3 separate regions of the Mus musculus genome follow, and regions 2 and 3 are each linked to region 1. A link is a contact called in public Hi-C and promoter capture Hi-C data. All regions are on one chromosome and are shown on one strand. The core of a region is the stretch at or near the end of the contact, and the rest is flanking DNA. Distances in the headings are between cores, read along the strand shown.

The links. Promoter capture Hi-C pulls out the DNA fragments that hold promoters and counts their contacts. Hi-C and Micro-C count contacts between places; a contact is called where the count stands out from the background.
Region 2: a contact with region 1 is called in a Hi-C map of B cells, with 9 read pairs. The contact joins the enhancer-like site here to the promoter of Rhobtb1 in region 1. A contact is called at or near these places in 1 of 484 Hi-C or Micro-C datasets (B cells), 2 of 115 datasets of contacts at active chromatin or transcription factors (acute myeloid leukemia and embryonic forebrain) and 2 of 9 other capture datasets (adipose tissue and liver).
Region 3: a promoter capture Hi-C map of liver shows a contact between it and region 1, with 2.8 times the contacts expected there. The contact joins the promoter of Ccdc6 here to the promoter of Rhobtb1 in region 1. A contact is called at or near these places in 3 of 39 promoter capture datasets (the C10 cell line and liver) and 1 of 9 other capture datasets (adipose tissue).

What each region holds. Positions count from the first base shown.
Region 1 is chr10:69,211,162-69,216,145 of GRCm38.p6, reverse strand. Rhobtb1 (Rho-related BTB domain containing 1) reads right to left here and starts at 2,952. Exons shown (of 11, transcript NM_001252637.1): 1 at 2,771-2,952; 2 at 794-844. A930033H14Rik (RIKEN cDNA A930033H14 gene) reads left to right here and starts at 3,048. Exons shown (of 2, transcript NM_001331193.1): 1 at 3,048-3,393; 2 at 3,762-4,984. The coding sequence starts at 3,141. The coding sequence ends at 3,820.
Region 2 is chr10:68,246,974-68,251,957 of GRCm38.p6, reverse strand. All of the region lies in intron 2 of Arid5b (AT rich interactive domain 5B (MRF1-like)), which reads left to right. Among named protein-coding and RNA genes, the nearest start is that of Arid5b, 29 kb to the left of the region's middle. Within about 2 kb of position 2,292, at least 207 of the 459 cell types and tissues checked have an H3K27ac peak or open chromatin away from gene starts, as enhancers often do. A contact at or near this core is called in B cells, acute myeloid leukemia, adipose tissue and 1 more, where this site is marked.
Region 3 is chr10:70,094,494-70,099,477 of GRCm38.p6, reverse strand. Ccdc6 (coiled-coil domain containing 6) reads right to left here and starts at 2,357. Exons shown (of 9, transcript NM_001111121.1): 1 at 1,897-2,357. The coding sequence starts at 2,178. It overlaps Gm51771 (a long non-coding RNA gene), which reads left to right. Exons shown (of 3, transcript XR_003948903.1): 3 at 4,628-4,984.

The DNA of each region.
Region 1 (4,984 bases), core at 1,703-4,202:
AATGCTTAACATTTTGCCTTTTAAATTCGCTCGGAAACTTCTTGAGAGTCAGAGACTCCACCCCACCCCCATGATATATATTTATTCTTTGACTGATCCGTGCTAGGAAGTACCTATTTACTTAGAAGAGTGGACCCTCTTCTCTAGGGACAGCTGCAGTGCCGAGTGTTCCCGGGATATCTGTAGTTACTAGATTAAATAAGTCACTCAACTTTTCTTGGCCTCTGTCTCCCTGTCAGAGATGAAGTTTTCAAACAGGAGTTTATGTTTTTAGATTAAGACAAATCTTTTAAAAAACAAAAAACCCAAAAGCTGTTGCACACCACAGTTGTTGCATATGTGTGTGTGGTGTGTATGATGTGTTTTTCCATTTATTTGACACACATATATGTAGAATAAAACCATAAATGGACAGAACCAAATCTTGACGCATGCTCACAAATGTCCACTACTAGTCTATGAAATCTCCTGAAGGCTAAGATGAAGATGAGTCAAATCTCCATTACCGACTACACTCAGATGCCCAGGACCCTCAACTGTCTACTACCATTTTGATTTTCTCCTTAGAATGACCCACAGGAAGGAGAGACGGGGCACACAAGATTCATTTTAAGGTTCTTTTCTTTGAAGAGAAAATAGACTGATTTCAACAAACAATGGATTCAAACCATATAAAACAGCAAAACCCGATTCTTTCGAGACAAAACGACTAAGAAACCTGCTCTAGAACATATCTCAGCATCAGAGGCTACAATACTCATCTGTGCTTGTGGGCATGCGCAGAGCTACTGACCTCGCTCCCGGGAAGTGAAGAACAGGAGTTCCTGCGCACAGCTGGTCTTACCTAGAGAATAGAGAGAAATACTGTTAAAATCCCTCTGCCTGCCACCAGCCCACAGGAACTCTTTTTTTTTCTCTAACATACTTTGTATCTTTCTCCACAGGCGAGGATGGGCAGAGTCTGACTAACTTTGGTTTATGCTCTGTGTACACTGGTATTTCTTTGGGTCAAGTATCTCCTGAAATAGCTATGTTAGCATTTTATAGCATTCGAAGAAGTATATTTCTGAGCATTTGGGGATGATACAGAAAAAGCACTTAGCCACAAATGGATGGTAAGCACAGTGAAAACTCACTGGTTTTCTCAAATAGACAAGGGAGTGGGAGATTTTCTTAAAAAAAATTGTCATTTTAAAACACCATCTTAACCCCAACACAATGAATTCTGGTTTCTTCTGTTATTATTATTATTATTAATTATTTTCTTTTTCTGTAGAAGTAATAAGTCGGTAACATCAACCAGGCTACTTGTGTGCATCCTTGTGAGCATACATAACCCTGTACCTTGGGATGCCCGTGACCTTCACAACTTTGGAACATAGAGACTGTTGATAGAGATGGGCTAAAGCCTCCCACCATGGGAAGGAATGGATCAAACCCAGACCCCCATTGATTTTCAAATATGATCCAGGAGTCTCATCAAGAATCTTGTTTAATATGATAATTGACTGCTTGCTTCCCCTGTGGGGACAACACTCAGATGTTACTGACAGTCCAAAGATTGAGTTTGTCTAATGGGAACCACTGGTTCTCATAGGCGTCCCAAAGATCACTGAAGATGAAATAATACACTGAGTCTCAAAAGAGTGTTTAAAAGTGAACTTATGAGCCTGTTGGTGGCTTATTATCTGCCCTTGGCCAAGCTGAATGCCTCTGGAAGCATGGCATGGTTTGGAGTCTCTTGTATGTTTTTATGGCAGGTAGCACAACCTACAGAGAACCTCATGCTGAAACCCCAGGCTGAGTATTCAGTAGTTTCCCCAAAAGCACAGACCAGGGAGATTCAGTCAGGATGTCTCCTCTGCTTGCTACTATCTAGCGTTTCCCAGCTTTCTGTAACTTATCAAGCTTAATGCATGCCTCCACCCCCAATGCCCCAGCATATGTGTACAGGCAGTCCCAAAGGCGCAGCTCTTGTGCTGACGTGCAAAGCCAACTCAGAACCCTGTGCTTGGCTCTCCCTCCTAACTTTTCTGGCTTGTCTGAGTCTAAATATTGACTTTGCTCCTCCGTTGAGTAGTTTGATATGGGATGGAAACCCCACGGCCAACAGTGGAATCAAATGTTATATATACATTTTTTACACAGTCTTGCCTTCCTTCCACTTTTTTGGGGGTGGGTGTGAGTGTGGATCTCTTCTGTGTCTCTCCCCCTACCCCCTGGCTGTGAACCTAGCTGAACACTTAAGTTGAGGTGTGTGCAAGCCCCTCACAAGGCAGCGTGTATTGTTGGCACAGCAACTCACAACAGACTCCCTAGACACAGGGCTAGGGGGGAGGGGAGGGAGAGGGGCGTCATCGTGCATCCAAAGACACTGCTTGGGGCAGGGCAAACACCCAAGGGCTCAGAGCACCCTGCTTCTCGCGTCCCAAGTTCCCCACCAGAGTCCTTCGAGGAAAAGGCGCCTTTCCCCGGGGGCGCGGCAGCACCCGGCCCTGGTGCAACCGGACTGCTAAGGTGCCTGTTGTACGTGTTGTCTGCCGCTACAAGTTAGGGGTGCGGCCGGGGCGGGTGCTCTTCCACATCTCTTCAGCTCACTCCTCTGGGAGGGGACTGTCCCCCCGCATCCCTTCAGCTCACTCTCGCAAACGTTGCTGGGGGAGGGTGGGAACATGGGCCGGGGTCCCCACCTGCCACCCGCGAGGCAATCGGGAGCTGGTGAGGGTGCTCCGCTGCTCACTGGGACACTCAGCACGACACAGCCACCTACCCTGCAGCCGAGCGAGACCTGGCTCCCTCCGCCGCTCAGCAGCGGCCCCCGCCGCGCGCGCTCGCGGGGACGCCGGGACCCTGCGCACCGCGCGCCACCCGCCCGGCGTGGCACAAAGGCAGCATGGCCCAGCCGCACCCGGCCGCGTCCGCGTCCCGGCGCAGGCCACGGGACTCGTCCCCAGGTCGCTGTCGCCGCCAGCCCTGCCCTCCTCCCGCCCCCTTTCCTGGCCAGGCGGGGCACCGGGCGGAACCCTGCGCCCGGGCACGGAGCGAGCAAAGCGGTGGCGGCCTCCGATCGCTCTCTCTCTCTCCACCGTGACGTGAGCAGCCTTGGCGGCTATTTATAACCACACGATTGGATTTCATTCATGAAACCAGGGCCTGGTGTGTCTGAGCTGTGGGACGCGAGGTGGCGAAGGTGCTGCGGCTGCACGCACACCGGAGGGGCCTGGGCTCCAGGGCCGGGATCAGCGTGCGTCCCGCTACCCCGGGGACCCGGCCTTAAGCCAAGCGGAGATCAGAGCAGGGCAGGGTGTGTGCGAGCTGTCCCCGCGCCCCCTCCCCGCAGCATCCCACCCACTCCCGAACATCCGCTGGCCCTCAGTCCTGGGCTCAGGAAAAGTAAGTTGGGCCACTAACCGGCTGGGCAGCATAGCTTTCTTCCCCCTAGGAACTGACCGGCCGCGGACTCCGAGGGAGGACATTGGCTTTTGTTTCAAAACCGAGCCCAGCTGCTGACTAAGCGCTGCGCTGGCCCAGCCTCCTCCCCTGGGCGCTGCACGTGCGGGCTGGCTCTCCCCCTCCTGGTCACCTTCCCCTGCACCGGGCTCAAGGGGTCCCGGCAGGGGGCGGGGGGGGGGGACGCCCAGCTTTTCCCCCCACCCGGTCCTCCCCACCCCCACCTCCCACCCCGAAATCAGCTGTTTTAGAGAGGCTGGGGGGCGGGGGGGGGGAGCTGAAACTGATTTCGGCCTCTTCTGGGTCTGCAGGAAATCTTGGAAGGGAAAACCAGTTTCGGGGACACTGTGGACTTTCAAGCCGATTGTGAGTTCTGGGGGCAGAGTTCTGGTTACTTTTCACGGATCCGCAGAAGAACTGCCTAGGTGCCTAGGGGTGTCTGGCATCACGCGATGCTCTAAGGAGGTGACAGGGAACTGCAACTAACTTGGCTCCTGTCCGCAGGGAACTTTCAGTCCGCCTTCTCAACTGCCTGTTAGACTGGGCTGTGTAATCCGCTCACTCTAGTCCTGCAACGAGACGAGACAGCTGGCGGATTAGGATGTGAATGCCTTCAACTAGGGATGTGCTACGTTTATAAAACCCTTCTAAAGGCTGACATGGAGCACACAAAAAATGGCCACGCTACATCCTTGGCCTCCATCAGTTCTTAGCTAAGGCCTTGCCAGCATCTCGAAAGGGTGGGAAAGATAGATAGCCGTATTTTACTGTGAGGACGGTTACTTAGGGCTATCCTTCAACTTCCCTTAAAAAAATGAATAGCAAACAAAACCCTCTCTCACAGTAACGCCTCCGTCCCTCCTTTTCAGGAAACCACATTTGGTTTTCTTAGATGGACTTCTCTTCCTCCCCAGGATCTCTGGTTTCCAGTCTCTTTGGCAATTTCCTGCCCCTCCCTTAGATCCTCCCATAGCTGGTCTCCAACTCTCGCTATGTTGCCAAGGCTGGCCTTGAACTCCTGCAACCTCGGCCTTGCAGGTTTGTACCACCAACAGGCTAAGCAAACGAAATGTTTTTAAATAAGAAAATGTTGTGCAGGCAACCTGCGGTATTTAAGCAATCCTTAATGTACTGTTGTGGTTGGAGATGGGGTCATCAAGGCCATAACCTTTTGATGCTAGCAAGAGAAGGAAGGAAGAAGTCAAATTCCCGTGTCTGAGGAGTTCAAGGTGGATCGTGACTGAATATGGTCATTTGCTTGGCAAGGGGTAGACTCCCCTCAGCCTGCTTTAAAAGGACACCATGTTGAAAGACTCAATCAATAGATACTCTCTCCAGGAATATATTAGGGAAAGTTAATTAACCCCGTTGTTGCTAACTAGCTACTTCTCGGCAAGTCAGTTCTTTTCAAACTACCTTGGGGCACCGAGGAATAGAACAGTAACTAAGAAATGGGAACTTAGAAACTAAGAAATATGTATTGTGGCCCCAAGTGCAGCGGGGAATGGCTTTCCTCTCTTTTTTTTCCTTAAGA
Region 2 (4,984 bases), core at 1,043-3,542, 960 kb after region 1:
AAGCGAGTGAGCCAGTGAGAAACACGTGAATCTACGAATTCTTAAATGAAATTCTTGGTCTGTTACAGCGAGACGACATTATTTCTTTTTCCCCAAAGATCTGCTTTATTCTATATTTGTGTGTGTGCCCATGTGAATGCCTGTGTACAAATGCTAGCACATGTGTGACCAGGTACCCCCAGAGGCCTGGAGAGCAATGAGGTTGCTCAGAGCCAGACCTCTAGGTGTTGGTGAGGTGTCTAATGTCAGTGCTGGAAACGAAAGTCAGTACTATGGAAAACCAGCAAGCACTCCTTGTAACTACTGAGCAGTCTTCCCGCCCTGAGAGGGTATATTGTCAATCAACAAATCTGACAAAAGATTTGAGTCCGGAAGTTGCGAAACCACTCAAAGTTCAAGGCTCAACCAAATTTTAAGACTGTAAGATTTAAATATTTAACAATAATTTTAAAAAAACCTAACACCTGAAAACTAATATTTTGGATTGGCTAGTCATGTGGTGAAATGGAACTGGAAACTGACGAGAGGCGAGAAAGCACCATGCACACAGTTAATTAGCAGTGACAGTATCTAGCCATGGCAGGAATGAGGAAAGGCTGTCAGGATGCAAATTGGTAGAGCTATCCCAGAAAGCAATTGGGTGGTTGCTGCGATCCTTCACCCAGGTATTTAGAGACCTGAGAACCTGTGTTTGCAGAAAGACCCCAGCATTGTATCCATTCTGTTTATAATTACCCAAACTGGAACATCCTAGAAGTCCATGTGACTGAGATTGGTTGAGTATAACTTTGTATCTGTCTATCCAGTGGGCACCTGCTCTCTGGAGGGGGATTCAAGCTGTGACTTCAGGCAGCAACATGGCCGGCTCCCAAGGCACTGTGCTGTATGAGAAGAGCCATCCCAGAGGGGGTCTTGTAGCAGAATTCAATGTGTGTGTGACACTTTAAGACAGGATGATAGATCAGTGGTTGCTGGAAGTTGGTGGGAGAGGGGTCATGACCAAGAAATATGAGGGCCTTTTGACGTGTTTTTAAAAGGAACATTTCTTGTCTGGCAATAACAGTATCGGTGGCTATAAGGGTTGGTGAAGAACTTTGTGAACATGTAACATTTTCATGGAAGTCATAGGTGATGAAATACATTCTCAAGTACTAATAGATTAATGAGAATGGCTACACAGTCGTATAGATTCTGTAAATCTCTTTACTGTCTAGCTTCGTAGTGTGAAATCTGGTACCTGCTTCCATCCTCACTCCAACGCGGTGCCTGCCGTGAGCTGAGGGCTCAGGAAAACCCTTCTGTGCTCTTGATGGAGGATGAGTGAAAAAAAATCCAATAGTAACTTCATGAATTTTGATTTTTGATTGGGCCTTGTGTATCCCCTGGAGTGATCCAGGCGTTCCCAAGGACTCCTGGACTGTCCTTTGAGAATCTCAGCTACAATGGACTGAGCTGTATTTTAGTCGTCTTCTAACTATCCTGTCTTCCTGTCTTGGGTTTTTTTTTTTTTTTTCCTGTGTCCACATGTCCTCTGGTTTTGCTCCATGACTTGGTTCAAATTGATCCTTTTTAAAAATTAAATTTATTTAAAGAAGCAACTCTCTATATTTCATACAACTAGAAAAAATAAACTCTGTTTCCAGTCATTCAAATAACCACAAAATAGTTAAGCCAGGAATTATGTGATATATGTAATACATTTTCCTTAATTGTATCTGTTGTGTACACATATATAATATGCCTACACACATAATATACATGCACACATATCCCTTGACTTTGCCATTAATCAATACATAAGTGAGCCTCATTGACATTCTTTATGTCCTTACCCCTTGTTTCCAATGATACATGCATTGTAGGTGGGTACATACACTCCTGCAGATGTGTGTGTGTGTGATTGTGTGTGTGTGTGTGTGTGTCTGTGTTTTTCTGAGAATCATCTAAATCCATCGCAGCGTATCACACTCTAGAAAACATAAAGGCAGCACATGGCTAACTCTGATAAACCTTTTGTGCCGACCCAGTGAATCCTAGCCATGACTGTAGCCTGCAGCTGATATCATAATCCTTTTAAAGAAAATACCTGTCAAATAGTTGCAGCCCAAGAAGGTTAGAGAAGTTGCTTCCTGTTTCATAGCAACAAAGTCCAGGCCTGGGATTTGAACCCCGGCACCCAGGCTGCAAAGTCACCTACATAGGAATCCTAGATTGCCATCGGAGCCTGGTAGTGACTCAGCACTAGGGTGTGTCACTGTCCTTCGGGGCCCTCGTCGGGTACACAAAAGGAGATGGATCAAATCAAGATGAGTCCACTGAAATAGCTGGTGTCAGCACCCAACCGAGCAGGCTAGGGACCTGACCTGGATGAAACTCTTAGCCTAGAGGGGATTTCACATCTTGAAAGAAAGAAAGAAAGCATGTGCTGTTTGCTTTCTGGTGGTTTCAGTTGCTGGTTTTGGTCTTGCTTGTTCCTTTTTTTTTTTTTTTTTTTTTCATCTCCTTCCTTGTTTTGTTTTATAAGAAAAGATTGAAGTCTAGGTTTTTGTGTTGTGTGTAAATTTTCCAACCTTTATCACATGCGGAAGGGCCTTGGGGGTTGGCTGCTTTGTGACTTCTGGCCTGGATTATCTTTTCTGACTTAGAGAATTCGTGCTCCAGTGAACTGTTTTTTTTGTTTTTTTGTTTTTTTTTTTTTTTTTTTTTTGTACAGTGGTAGAAATCAAATCCTAATTACGGAAACAGTTTAAAGCAATGGTGAAGAGGAAAAGGAGCTAGTGAGCGTCTTAACATGTCCTACATAGCTATTGATTAAACTCTGGGTTAATTGAAAAGTCAGGGTCCATTAACAAAATAACAACGTGTATTTCTTTGTGATCCTTCTGCGTTGTCTGTGAGTGAATCGGGGATATTTATTCAGTATTTATTCAGCACTAATTCTCAGTTTGCTGAGAGCTCATGGAATCATGGCATGAGCTTATTGGAATTCTTTTCATAGACACAGAGAGACTTGCCCAAGAACGGGCACTATGAGAAAGTTAGTCAGCCCTGACTCAGAATAATAAGTATGAACATGTGACAGATGCCATTGTGTGCTCAGAGGAAGGCTTCCCGACACATTTTTCACATACACGTGGGTCGTTTTGTTTCAGAGAGTTGTGTGCTGTTTCCAGCTCTTATCAGATTTCCTCACTTTTAACAATGGTGAAGAGATGCCCTCTCTCTAAATCCACAGTAAAACACAAGGAAGGCTGTGTTCACAATTAACCCCAAGCCAGGTTTTTGATTTATATGTCTGTGTGAATTCCTGCCCCTGCCTCTGTGTGTGTGTGTGTGTGTGTGTGTGTGTGTGTGTATGTGTGTCTAAGTGAGTGAAGGGAGAGTCCAGGGCGAATCTAGAGAGATAATCTTGAAAGACAAGTTTATTCATTAATGACATCATAAGGATTGTATTTTTCTCTTGGTTAATAAACTATTTGTTCGGCGGCTGCTGTACTCCAGCCAGGTCTAGTCATGTCGTTTCTCGGAAAAGATCTGAAGCAACTGGTAATTGAAATGATAATAATCATTTGATCTATTTGAGAATAACACTCATCTCCAAAGTTGTCTATTCTAGGAAGCCTTATTTGGTCAAAATGTTGCCAAATTCCATTTGTGTTCATGTGGAGACTAATATACCATGATACTTAATTATTTTCCAGAACATTCTAAATGCTTTCCCTGGTATGCTCCCTCCTCCATCCCAGAAGCTGTCCCCATATGCTTTGAAACAATACCCAGCCTGGATTTTTTTTTAATTCTGACATTTCATAATCATCATGTAATAGCTATAAATGCAGGACGAGCAGAGGTCTTCTATTTCAAGAAGTTGATGAAATAGTAGAGTTGATTGTGGGTGAAATCAGCTCCTGCAAATGACATTTTTTTTTAAATGTGCCCCACAGCTTATAAAGTCTTCAGGTATTTTCTTGAGAAGAGGACAAAACACAATTTCCACTTTGTCTGCCTTTACGAGAAGTTCATATTTGATCAAGATAAGAGAGGGGATCCCGTTACCCAGTCTTGTGTTCCATTCTTGAGAGAGTTCTTGTGACTGTTCTTTTTAACAACCTTCTTTTTCTCAGAAGCAGTCCTGAACCAGACAAGGAAAAGCAAAATTTACCTCTTACCTTAAAACATTCAACAGAACAAAACTGAGTCCTTCTTACTGTGTAAACATCATTTTAATAAAACTCTTTTTGTTTGAGTTGGAACAGTGCCGGGGGAGTGGTTAGGGTGTGTGTGTGTGTACTGTGTGGTTGTGTGTGTGGAGTGGTTCATGTGTAAGGTGTGTGATGTGTGTATATTGTGTGTGGTGTATGTATAGAGGAGTGTGTGTGTGTGTGTGTGTGTGTGTGTGTGTGTGTGTGTGTGTGTGTGTGTGTGTGTCTGTGGTGGGGAAGGTAGGGAAGAGAGAGTTGTATCTAACAGCAAAATTAGCCAAATTCGGTTGTGAATTCCTTTTCTGTCTAATAGTTCAGAGACATCTTCCTGTTGTTCTTTTGTCAGAACTATTTTGAAATTTTTCTGTAAGCTTTAGGGGTTTTTCAGAGCTAAGCCTTCTTCAGAAATGTTCAGTCAGAGAAAGAGAAAGAGTCAGCTCAAGTTAAACTGTCAAACGCTTCCAATCAGTTCATTTAGAACCCAGGGAGAGGGATCCCTAAGTCTTTTCCAGAGAATCTCTGGGCCAGGGGCCCCCCTTTTTGTTCCTCATAGAGATAGCCACTAAATATCTTGCTGGGCTAATTCTGAGGCAGAAAACTTGTTTCCTGGAAGCAATTAGAGATGCTTAAAATTCAAATTTATGATCCTTGGGAGGAACCGAAGCTTCAACGACTTTTCTTAGATTCAAAGGCGTTCTCACCGCCCTCCCGCCCCCTCCCCCCATATGTATTAAAAGAGAAAAAAAAAAAAAAACTACACTCATTTCTCAGCTTGCAAAGTT
Region 3 (4,984 bases), core at 1,108-3,607, 880 kb before region 1:
CTAGGACTACAGAACAACTTCCTAGCACCATGGCTCTGACTGTAAGTTAGTGGTCGGTCACTGAGAGTGAGAGCCAAAGAACCAAAGCTTCCCCCACCTCATCCACTGTTAAGTACTCAGGAGGTGTCTGGCTTTGCTTGCCACTGACGAACATGCTTGTCCCTGCAAGGCCAGTTTGTCCCTGCAAGGCCAGTGTGTCTGTGTACAAGTAACAGACCTGCTTATGGGTCAGCAGGTCAAACAGATAACCTTTCATTGTGTTTCCTGTCTCCACACAAACAGCAGCCTGACCTGCTGCTCGGGCAAACAAGAGGCCAGAGAGGTGGTACCCCCTCCTCCTGTAAGTTCTGCTCCCTTCCGTGGTTCCAGCTCTGCAAGCGACCAACGCTGTCCTTTACGGCACATTTTAAATAGCGTTCCTGTGCATCAGATTTTAAATAAACAACAACCTCCAACTGTCCTGTCCCTCTGTTCTTCAACAGCAACTCTGCAGAGTCCTTTCTTAGCCCAGAAAAGGCTTACATGGTTACCTCCACAAACGGCTTTCCTTTACTATCAAAAGGCCAATCCAGTAACTTGCTGCCTGGAGATGTACTCGCATAGAACGGGACTGGTTAAGAGCAAGTAAGATGCTTTTCTGCAAGACCAACTGCTATTTAGGTTGCAAATCACACTGCCTCTCTAGTGGAGACTGAGACCGGCTAGCTACACAAACCAAGGCAGCCATATAGAAGCCACAGGGCACACACACACACACATATCACTTTTTCTTGGCACAAGGGCAGCTTAAATTTGTCCCGTTCTCGTCTCCAGGATATGATCCCTGACCCACCACCAAATCTCTTTTTCTCCACTGGAAGGGTTTCATCTAATCAGCTGTGTGCAAGCGGCTCTGGCAATTTATCCTCCTTGATTCCTTGACATTTTCTTTCCGTGCTGCTGGCTGGGAAACTGTTTTGATCTGAATAGGGTTGTCTGTGGGGGATTCTGCATGTTAATGATGTAGAGTTGGCAAGGATGGGAGGTGAGAGCACAACGCGTACTTTTTCTAGTTACGTTTCGCCTCATCACCGCTACGGGGGCCTTTCCACTCGGCTACACCAGGAGGCTGATCTCAGACTAATCTTACCCTCTTCCAGGGGAGCCTCGAGGGGCCAGGTAGAAACAGAACAGATGGCCTGTGTTCCCGTCAAGTACCTAGACTCACAGGCAAGTACTCCTAAGACTCTCGAACCAATGAAGGAGACGCACGTACATCCTTGCTCAGCCAGGCAGTCCCAGCGGCCACCCTCCATCCTGGTTTCAAGCTCCAACCCTGTCCCAGCCAGCGCCAGACGTTACACTCCCCACTACTCTGTACCCGCCCACCCTCCGGGCCCAAAAGGACAGTGATTCCGAACGGGGTGCTGGTGTAGCCTCAGTGCCCGCCCTTCCCTTTCCATCCTGGCCAGAAAACTCCACTTCCCGGATTCCGGGCCACTCTCTCCCTCCCCCAGCGCCGGCGATCCAGCAAAGCGCCGTCCTCCTGCCAACTGGGGACCCAGCCCAGTGGCACACCCCGTCTCCCCAACTAACCCCTGGACAGACCCCAGCTTCGTCCACTCACGGGGGCTCCGGAGAGGGTGTCCCTCTATTCGGAGCCTTCAGGCACCCTAGGGTTGAGAAAGTCCCACCCCGCCCCCCCCCCAGCCACGCCGCCAGCCTCTAGCCCTGGCTCGGAGGGACCTCCACCCTAGGCGACGAGGGGACGTTGGGGAGTCTCCCTAGGCACCTCCAACACCTCAAGGGAGGGAGGGCGCTCGTGGCCCCAAGGCCCGCTCTCTGTGCCCGCAGGCCCGCAACCCCGCACGGGGGCGCGCACTCGGGGGTCCCCCCTGGTCCGCGGGGTGCACTCACGATGGTCACGCTGGCTTTGCGCAGGTCGCGGTTCTCCTCCTGCAGCGCCTTGCACTTGAGTTTGTAGGTCTCCAGCTCTATCTTGAGCACCTTGTTCTCCTGCTGCAGCGAGGCCAGGCGGTTGGTGAGCTCCTCCAGGCGGAACGGCGAGATGACAATGCCCCCCGACTTCCCGCCGCCGCCCCCGCCGCTGCCGCCCGAGGTCGCCGAGCAGGACGACTGCATGGCTGCCGGGCCGCCGCCCGCCGCGTCCGTGTCGCTCTCGCTCGCGCTGTCCGCCATGGCTGGGCGAGTGGGCGCGGGGAGCCGGGCGCCGAGGGCCGGGCGCGCGGCGAGTGGGCGCGCGGCGAGTGGGCGCGGGGCCGGGCGCGCGGCGGCGGCGGGGGAGCTGGGGAGCGGGGGAGCTCAGAGCGCGGCGCGGGCGGGCGGCAGGGCGCAGACGCGCGGCGGCGGCGGCGGAGAAAGAGAGGGCGCTTCCCGCGGCCGCGCGAGCTGCTCCGCCAGGGAACAGAGACCCCGCCCGGACTCGGGCAGTACTGCAGCGCCGGGACTCTGGCGCGCTCCGCGGGGCCGTCCCCGCAAAGCCCCAGCCCCAGCGCTCTCCTAGCAGCTGCACACAGACGCTCGAGCCCCCGCCGCCTCCCCGCGCACGTGCTCCCGCCCCGGAGGGTCCCCTGCGTCCCCGGGCCCCAGCCCCCCAACACACACACATACACCGCCGCGCCGCGCCGCCTCTTCCGGAGAAAGGCGGACCCCACGCAGCGCCAGCCCCGCAGGTGCCGGGACACGTGGGAGGGGCAGCCGGGCTCCTTGGGCCACCCCACCCTCCCACCCCCGCTCAGCTGGAGCCTGGCACCTTGGATCGGCGCCGGCGCGCGTGGATCTCCCCCAGGGTGCCCCGTGCAGACCGCGCTTGGGGCTGGGAACAGAAAGTTGCACTGCAGTGGGTCGAAAAAGAAGAGTATCTGTGTGTCTGTCTGTGTGTCTGTGTATCTATTTCTCTCCCTCTCTGTGTGTCTGTCTGTGTTGTGGCATGTCGGCAGCCACAGGTTAGCCTAGCTTGCCACAAGGCCCCGGTGCGTCCAGTTGTTTGAACCAGGCGCCACCCACCTTTTTCTCTTTACCTCCTGCAAAGACTCTGCACCGGTCACGGGGATAGGATTAAGAAACCAAGATTTGTCTAGTTAAAGAAACGGGAGCTTTATTTAATTTTTTTTTTTTTTTAATCTCAGAAGGGTTGAAACAAACTTCAAGTACCAATTTTCCAAAGTAACTGCAGGCACAATGCTAAACAAATAACCACGATTAAGTGAGGGGAACTGTATAACCATTATTATCCGCTGCTCTCCAACTCCTACAAAACTCCAGGAGCTAAAAAATAAAACCGTAATTACTACTGTAGAGAGCCCAGCTTCAAAGAATCAGAAATTCAAATACTGTTAGGCCCCTCCCTCTTAGGAGAGCTTGCTTGTAGGAAACAGGCCTAGCAGGTGAGAAGGGTCTAAACACTTCACCTCCTGATACAAAACAGCTTTCGTTTCTGGGGGAAAAAATGGAAAGTGAAACTAACCAGGCGGGCTTTATTATCCAAGTTTAGTCGACGGAAGAACAAACTCATGGAAACAAAATGCAAAATAAAGGGGTGCGGGATGAAAAGTGTTTTCTGGCTGTCAACTGTTTTATAGTTTTATAAAGCGCTTAGCCATGACTACATGGCTTTCCTGGCTCATAACCTTGTCTTTAAACCAAATTGGATCCAGTGGTTAGACATGTTTCGTCCCCACTGCTAAATAGGAACTGGTCTCACCTCGGAATAACTCTTAACCTGCCAGGGGTGAAACCTTGACCTCAGGTTTACCAAGATGGCTGCCTCTAGTCAACAACCCAGACATGCTAACTTCGGTGAGCCCTCCCACCCCCCAAGACGTCTCCTAGGTAGGCTTGAGTTTAGAGCTAGGAACACAGTCGGTGAAGCAAAATGTAACAATAAAAGTTAAAAATCCAGGGGAGTGCAGGAGAGCCTTTGGCTTTGCTCTCCAGCAGCAGAGCACCAGTGTAAATAATCCTCTGCTGAGGGAGCCACTTTGTCACTGAAGTTTACTTGGCTCCTTGACTTTTGCCATGTTGGGTCTGGGACAGGAGACACTCGGCTCCTTCGGTTACAGGACGCTTCTGGAAAAGCAGCTCGCGGGGTGAGATGGATGGGGTAAGGGGAGCACTGCCCGGGACTGGGGTTTAACTGCATTCTTTCCGCTTTATTCAGGGCAGTCTGGGGTGGGCGTGGCTTCCATACTTCACAAGTTTCTATTGTTCTTTTCTCACCCCACCTCCAGATTGCGGGGTTTGGAGGGCTTACAGCCCTTGGAGCATTCTCTCGGGAGTGAGGGGTGGGGACTAGCTCTCTCCGGTTTATCCCTAAAACTTACTGCCTTGGGAAGCCGACCTGCAGGCTTCCAGTCGGCAGAGGGGTGGAGTTTGAAGTGCCTGGTTTTCTTAAAGGGCCCGTGTCAGGCTAAGCTTGAGAACATCTTGGTCTTCCTTAGGGGAACTACAGTTTTGGCATGGTATCTGTAGTTAATCATCGGCTTGAGAAGATATTAGGAGAAAATTCTCATCTTCTCAAGCTTCCCTGCTGATACAGATGAGAATAAATTGGAGGATTCTTCTCCCCCATCCTGGTTTTTATTGTTACTGCAGAACAGAAGCTTACCTAATTTTCTACTTCTTGTAGAACTGATTCCCCTCATAAACAGACGATTTGTCACGACGCTGGTTCTGTAATAGCATTACAATGGAAACACCAGATACAAAACAGATCGGATCATTGTAAAAAACTCCTCAGCGTTCCAGGGGAAATGAATCAGAAGGTAGGTGGAAGGCTGAGTCCCCTGCAGGAAGAAGGGGCAAGGGAAGATGAGCGCCTCCCGTTGCAGAAATAATGAAATCACCATCACCCTGAGCTTAAGTCACCAGGTTTATGGATAAAGGAAAGGGTGCCTTGCAGTTGAGGCTCGAGGGGACATCTAAATCTTTGTTTCTCAAATACAAACATGTTGTATTTTTATGTGCTGGGTACCCTTTAAACCTA